2 separate regions of the Mus musculus genome follow, and region 2 is linked to region 1. A link is a contact called in public targeted proximity ligation data. All regions are on one chromosome and are shown on one strand. The core of a region is the stretch at or near the end of the contact, and the rest is flanking DNA. Distances in the headings are between cores, read along the strand shown.

Evidence for each region.
Region 2: a targeted proximity ligation map of the NIH/3T3 cell line shows a contact between it and region 1, with 10 read pairs. A contact is called at or near these places in 1 of 39 promoter capture datasets (macrophages), 3 of 484 Hi-C or Micro-C datasets (the HPC-7 cell line, muscle stem cells and myocytes), 2 of 130 datasets of targeted methods (the NIH/3T3 cell line and embryonic stem cells) and 1 of 9 other capture datasets (pancreatic islet).

Annotation. Positions count from the first base shown.
Region 1 is chr19:4,453,656-4,457,513 of GRCm38.p6, forward strand. It overlaps Syt12 (synaptotagmin XII), which reads right to left. Exons shown (of 8, transcript NM_134164.5): 4 at 2,840-3,232; 5 at 110-325. Among named protein-coding and RNA genes, the nearest start is that of Rhod, 16 kb to the left of the region's middle.
Region 2 is chr19:4,519,516-4,523,373 of GRCm38.p6, forward strand. It overlaps a transcript of Pcx not described here. Among named protein-coding and RNA genes, the nearest start is that of 2010003K11Rik, 23 kb to the left of the region's middle.

The DNA.
Region 1 (3,858 bases), core at 371-2,870:
TCTAACGCTGTCAGGGTCCAGTTGAGGGACAGGATACTGGCATCTCTCCCAGGCAGTGGGTGAGGGTACTTTCTCCCCGGGGGAACCAGCAGGCAAAAGTAGGCGATACCTTATTCTGGTCCTGCAAGTATAGCCAGCCACTGAAGGGCTGCAGCGGGAGATCCAGAACGGACAGCTTCAGCTCCACCACGCCGGTGCTCACATTCCGCTCATCCTCGTCGATACCAAACACAGAAAATCTAAGGCTCTTCTCCTCCAGGGCTGTGGGATCCAGGGGGACAGAGAACTTCTCATCGAAGAAGATGGAATAGGCATTCCTCTGGATCTACAGAGAGAAGGGGCCGTGGAGGGGCTTCCTGGTACCACCATCTCAGTTCTACGTCCTTTTTTTTGGTGGCTCAGTATTGAAGGTTTGTTTGTTTAATTTTGTTTTTCTTTTCGGACTGGATCTCACATAGGTCAGGATGAACTCCTGACCTTCCTGCCACTAAGTGCATAAGGCTAGGGTTACAAGCATGGGTCTCCATACTGCACTAACTGCAGAAGGCTAGGGTTACAAGCATGAGCCTCCATACTGCACTAGCTTCACTGCACTAACTGCAGAAGGCTAGGGTTACAAGCAGGAGTCTCCATACTGCACTAACTGCAGAAGGCTAGGGTTACAAGCATGAGCCTCCATACTGCACTAGCTTCACTGCACTAACTGCAGAAGGCTAGGGTTACAAGCATCAGCCTCCATACTGCACCTCCCTGCTCTTTTCCTTTTCCAAGACAGGGTCTCACTGGGTAGCCCTGCCTTCCCTGGAACTCATTTGTAGACCAGACTGGCTTCGAACTCACAGAGACCTCCTCCTTTTTTTTTTTTTTTTTTTTTTTTTTAGCCAGGGTCTTACTATGCAGCTCTGGCTGGTCTGGAACGTACTATTTTGCACAGACTTTTGTCTTGAATTTAACCATCTTCCTGCCTCAGCCTCCAGAGCTGCAGTATGAGTCTACCATGCCTGGCAGTCCTGGGAGGTTTTGGTTGTTGGTGGTGTTTGATTGGGTTTTGGTTGCTTTGAGACAGGATCCCACATAGGCCTAAATGACCCTAAATCCATTATGTAGCCAAGGACAGCCCTGAGTTCCTTATCTTGCTGCCTCTATGTCCCAAAGGTTGAGGTTACTGTGAAGGTTTAAACATCCCCAATATCCCCTTCTTGCTTGTAGTCAACCCATTGCCTGGCCTTAGAAGCTTCCATAATGGACTCCTAGTCATCTCCATCCTCACATGATGCTGTGACAGACCCACTCTCCTTCTCTCCTGTCTGCTGACTCAGCAGAGCCTTGGGGGCAGGCAGGCAGTAGGAGCTAGACAATCTTCTGTAAACAGCCATGAATGCCACAGTGCCCTGTAGATCCTGGCGAAGCCTTCCTGATTGTCACAGGATGGATGGATGAGTGGACAGATAGACAGATGAATGGAGTGACTAGGCAGGGCTGGGCACGCTTCATCCCCCAGCTTTTAGATGTCATTGGCCTCCTCCCAGGAAGCTGTGGGCTCCTCAGGGAGCTACATGGGAGGCTCTGCTTGCCCTTCCGTGGGGGGCCGCCTGAGTCACTGCGCGGTGGTATTTAGAGAGCGGCTCTCATCCCTGGCACATTCTCTGAAGCTGAGGGGGTTGCTTGGCCTGGAGGCAACACCCCATCCCCACAGTTAGACTGTTAGGCTGCAACGTCATGAAGCCTGCCATCCTGGGAACAGACTCTACTTAGCTTCTAGCCACTTTGATCTCACCTAGTGCTGCCAGGCTCTGGGAAGGTTCTCCCTGCAGCAACTGCATCCTTCAAACAAATATGGAACCGTGTTGTTCACACAGTGGTCTGACTCAGAGCAAGCTTCTGTCCAGCAATGTCCCTCCTCAAAGGACATATCCTGAGTCACCCAAAATCCTCCCCATGGCTCAGGCTAAGAGCAACATAATGCATGTCAGACCTGACAGCGGCTCTTCGTTATGTTCCTACGTGCTTCACCCGTCTCCGTTTCAGAGGCAGTCCTTCGTCCTCTGGGACAAATACTTCCCCTCCCCTTGTTTTCTCCCCTTCTCCCTCAGTCTCTGTCTCCTGTATTTGCCTCTTATTCCCTGCTCTCTGCCAGATAAACGGGCAAATAAATCTTTGTGCTGAGAACTTGATCTTGAGGGTCCTGGTCTAATACAGAGCCTAACAGTCAAGGGCCACGCCAGCATGCTCCCTTAGTCACCAGCTTCCAGCAGGGTGAGCCACCAGGGTCACCAGAAGAAAAGAGAGATCATGTGCTTATCTTCCAAAGCCTGTCTCAGTTTCTCTGAGGGGCTGACCACACCTTCCCACAACAGAACACAGCCCTTCCTAAAAAGGTGGCCCTTTCATTTGGGGTCCAGAAACTCACTTTCCTCTCATGCTTTTTTCGGTCTCCGGGGTGGGCCTCCCTTTTTGTGAACAAATTCATGTAGCCATACGGACACTGAGGCTACCTACCCCTCCTCCTCCATCCACTCCAAAGCAGATAAGGCTGTTAGTGAGCTCTCTCCCAGATCAACCAAATGAGCAGCCCATCTTTCTTCCTGCCAAGACTCCATGTTAACAGATGTGGAGGTGGACACTGTCCTTGAGTGATAGGAAGATTGAAATCTATACACAGCGGGAACACAAAGCTGGTTCTAGGCATAGCCATCCTACTCTGAATCCACATTCTGATCTGCTCTCCAGCGCCCCCTGTCATCTTGTCTGGTACTGCAAATCTGCCCACTAGCCCAGACATCAGCTTCCCAGGAGAGCTTCAGGGAGCCCAGTGCACCTCTGTCCCCGCCCCACTTACCCGGGAGATGCCCACGATCTGTTCGTCTGGCAGCAGACTGACACGCATGAAGCAGGACTCGAAGGTGGCCTCCTCGCGCTCCAGGAGGTCTTTGCCTTGTAGTACTGCCACGTGGAGGGTGTGGGAGGCTCCATCATAGTCCATGCTCACCTCCACCTGGCCCAGGGTGAAATCCTGCCCAAAGGTGTTGCTCACAGAGGAGATGGAATTCAGAGAGTCAGCCGACTGTGACTTTCGGAGAGTACCATAGGGGGCTAAGTCCAGTTCCCGGCCCATCAGCTCCAGGGGTCCCAGCTCACTGATGCTTTCAAAGGTGTCTTCTATACTAAGGCTGCCTTTGCGGCTGGGTGGTCCCCGAGTAGTGGTCCGCTGGTCATTCCAAGGAGGGACCCGCTGAGGGTGAACAAAAGGGACAGGGAAGCATCATATGGGGCTGAGGCACCATCGCTAGGTGACAGCAAGGAGATTGATGCTGGTTACTCTGTTCAAGATACCCCAGGCTCTCCTTTCACAAAACCATCAGAGGGACCAGCACTTAAGGACATTGTTTCTCTTTCTCTTCCGCAAACAGGAACTTGCTACTGTATCCCAGGCTGCGGAGGAACTCGTGCTCCCCCATCTTTAACTCCACGAATGCTGGGATTACAGTCACGCACCAACTACATCTAGCTTAGTTTTCTCCCCTTAACCAGAATGGAAAAAGGCATTGTCTCATACTGCTTATTATTGTAACAAAACTCCTTACATAAAAATGTCAACTGCAATGACACCTATAAAAAGGAAAAGCTGCTCGATATGGAGGAACACGCTTATAATCCTGTAAAAACCATAAATGCTCCCCCCCCCCAGCCACTTAGTTCCCAACAGCAACAACTCTGAGACTAATTATTATTCAATTGGTTCATTCCCTCACTAGCTTGTAACTTATTTAGCCATTCAAACTAGTCTATGCCTAGCACTCGGTTACTTCTCTTCAGTCCTGGCCAGCCTCTTTCTTAGCATCTCCTCAGAGTCTCCCT
Region 2 (3,858 bases), core at 851-3,350, 66 kb after region 1:
GACCTTCTTTTCCTCAGGCTCCTCTCCATTTCAATCCCTGTAATTCTTTCAGACAGGAACAATTATGGGTCAGAAATGTGACTGTAAGATGGCAAACCCATCCCTCACTTGATGTCCTGTCTTCCTGCTGGAGGTCAGCTCTATAAATTCCTTCTCCCTACTTTAGGGCATTTCATCTAAGGTCCCTCCCTTTGAGTCCTGGGAGTCTCTCACCTCCCAGGTCTCTGGTGCATTCTGGGGGATCCCCCCCCCCCAGCCTTCTATTTCCTGAGGTTGCTTGTTTCCATTCTTTCTGCTGGCCCTCGGGGCTTCAGTTCCTTTCCCTCACCCAATACCAGATCAGGTTCCCCTCTCCTCCCTCCCCCCCCCTCCTCCACTCCGTCCATTTTCCCTCCTAGGTCTCTCCCTTCCTTCCCACTTGTGATTGCTTTCTTCTTTCTCCCTTGGTTAAAAGAACAATGCTTTTAACCAAGCTAGCTTGATTGGAATATCTCTCTGTCTCCTCCACTCTCAAGTAGCCATAAACTTCTTTCTGTTCATGGAGATTGGTTTGCATCTTTCTGGAACTTTCCATAGGTAGGCTGGTTTAAGGTCACATCTACTTTGTCTGCCTTCTTTTACTCAGTATAATCATTTTAAAACACATCTATGTATCAAGAATTCATTTATTCTTACTGCTGAGGAACTATTGTATTACATGGACATCACATGATTCATCCCTGTGCGTGATGTTGGTCTTCTCAGTCAGCTCCAGCTTTTGTCAGCTACAGATAAAGCTGCTGTGATCAGTGGTGTATGAGTCTGATCTGGCAAGTGCTCTGATGGTGATGCCTCCAGATCTAAAGATTGAAGTTCTACTAGTTTGTGTGTGTGCGCCTGCGTGCGTGAGTGCCCTGCCTGTGTTCAAGGCAGGTTTGTTTGTTTGTTTTAATGGATATTTTTCCTTTGCCCAGGAGTGGAGTGATTAGATTACATGTTAAACCCTTCCAAAGTGGTTATTCTGTTTTATATTTCTATCAGTAATAGAGAATTCTAGTCACATTCCACCTTCTCCAGCATTAGAAATCATCAACCTTTTCAATTAAAGAATTTCACATTTAAAATGTATACTATGGCATTTCATTGTGGTTTCAACTTAGATTTCCCTAGTGACTATCATGATGTGGATTTTTTTTTTTTTTTAATGTTTTCCTGCTATGGGGTAGTCTTTTTCTGTTTAAGACAGTGTCTCACTATATAGCCCAGGCTATGTATCCCAGGCTGGCTTTGAACTTGTAATTCTCCTGCCTTTGCCTCCCAAGTGCTAGAATTATAAGCATGTTCCACCATGTCTATCCAAAATTCCTTAAAGCATATAAAGTACCAGCAAATGCACAGAAGTGGGAGCCGCTAGGGATGGGCTCCAGGGCCGTGTGCATGCTAGGCGTGGGCTCTGCTCCTGGGGCACATCCCAAGCTCGGCACAGCAGACTTCTTTCTTTCTTTTCTGTTTTATTATTTTATTTTTTGTTTTTTTCGAAACAGGGTTTCTCTGTGTAGCCCCAGCTGTCCTGGAACTTGCTCTGTAGATGAGGCTGGCCTTGAACTTAGAGATCCACCTGCCTTTTTTTTCTGAGTGCTGGGACTAAAGGCATGTGTCACCACTGCCTAGCAAGATTTCTAACCCAAAATTAGTAATACTATGGCTTTAACTCTGCACATATGCACTTAATTCTACATCTTTCTGGAATTCAGAAGCTCCTGAATAAGGAAACAATTATGAGACTCATGTTACTTTCTTAAGAAACTTTTGGTATTTCCCCTGAAACTGGATATTTTCCCTATGATTTAGGGACCCTTGGCCCAGATGAAATTAGGTCTTAGCTTTTGAACATAGCTATGAAGCAAATCTGTGATTCACTATCATTGGGCCCTGCTTAAACACCATTGCTTAATTTCCTCTCCTGTATCTCCACTTCTCTACCAGATGCTGAAACCATAAACTGGATTTGATTTATATACTTACAGCTTTCTTTCCTACAACATAGGTAGAACTTGAATAAAAAGTAAGTAGAACTTCGGTCCTGTGTAGCTGTTAAGATTTTGTTTGACCCATGACCAGTTGCAAAATTCATGTCAGTGACTCAGCAGGGTTAGAATTTGGGTCTCTGTCTTCCAAGTCTAGGCCTGGTATTCCACTCACTATTTCACACTTTTTTTTTTTCAAAAAGAAAGAGAGTGTGGAATGTAAGAATTACTTTTTGCTCAGTCAGGCTTAGTTACCGAGAAGTGCTACAACTGAAATTGGTGTTGCCTGCAGTCCTTCCTCTGATAGATCACCTGGCCTCTCCCTGACCTCCCAGTGGAGAGTTACCAGACTTTCTGAGGGACCATTGCCATCAAATCTCATTAGAGACTGGATCTCAGATGGTGAATAGATGTGGGATTCTTGTCTTGGTTCTTCGGTTGGTCCCAGGAAATTTGTGGGGGTAGAGAGTAAACCTCCTGAGAATTATTTCTGCAGTAGTATCTCTCTCAATGTCTGGTGCTTATGTGACCTCATGTGGATAAGTATGAAGATCTACTGAGTTCTCAAGAGAAAGTCCTTTAAGTTGGAGAGAAATTGGCATGATAACATTATAGATTCTTTCTCAGCAGGATTCCCCCCACCATCACTGTTGTGAATATTTTTAAAGAAATATTTATGTATGGGTATTTTGCCTGCCTATATTTGTCTATGTACCACTTACATTCCTGATGCCTGAGGAGCTTCCAACTTCCTGACTTGGGCACTAGGCATACATACACATACACACACGCAGGCAAGACATTCTTTTTTTTTTTGGTTTTTCGAGACAGGGTTTCTCTGTGTAGTCCTGGCTGTCCTGGAACTCGCTCTGTAGACCAGGCTGGCCTCGAACTCAGAGATTCACCTGCCTCTGCCTCCCAAGTGCTGGGATTAAAGGCGTGCGTCACCATGCCCGGCTTCAAAACATTCATAACATAAAAAAATAAACCTTAAAAAAATCATTGTCGGGCAGTGGTGGCGCACACCTTTAATCCCAGCACTTGGGAGGCAGAGGCAGGCAGATTTCTGAGTTCGAGGCCAGCCTAGTCTACAGAGTGAGTTCCAGGACAGCCAGGGCTACATAGAGAAACCCTGTCTCGGAAAAAACAAAACAAAACAACAACAAAAAAAACCCAACAACATGGGCTGGTGAGATGGCTCAGTGGGTAAGAGCACCCGACTGCTCTTCCGAAGGTCAAGAGTTCAAATCCCAGCAACCACATGGTGGCTCACAACCATCCGTAATAAGATCTGATTCTCTCTTCTGGAGTGTCTGAGGACAGCTACAGTGTACTTACATATAATAAATAAATAAATAAATCTTTAAAAAAAAAAAAAAAAAAACCCAACAACAACAAAAAGTCATTGTCAAGTGACATTTAGCCTGGTTTCTTTGTAAGAGTTTTATGGTTTTTTTTTGTTGTTGGTTTTTTTGTTTTTTTTTTTTGCTATCCAACATTTTGTTTTTGAGTGTTTTCAGTTATCTGTGGCTAACCTGTTTCCAAAAAACATAAAGTGTAAAATTCTACAAACAATTTATGTTGCAAATTACTCACTGTTAAAAGTAGCCTGATAAAATCTCTTGGGTGCCCTGCTCCTTACTTCCTAGGATACAAATTACCCCTTTGCTCAATAAATCCATACTATTTAGGAAGCCCAGCTGTCAGCTGCTTCATGGCCATCTTGATTGTCAATCAACTGTGCTGGAGTGTAGTAGGGTTTGAGCAAGTCATCTGTCCTTGTGTAGAAGCCTTACATTATGCCACCATGCTATGCTGTCTGTCTGTCTTCATCTCATCATGTAGATGTTGT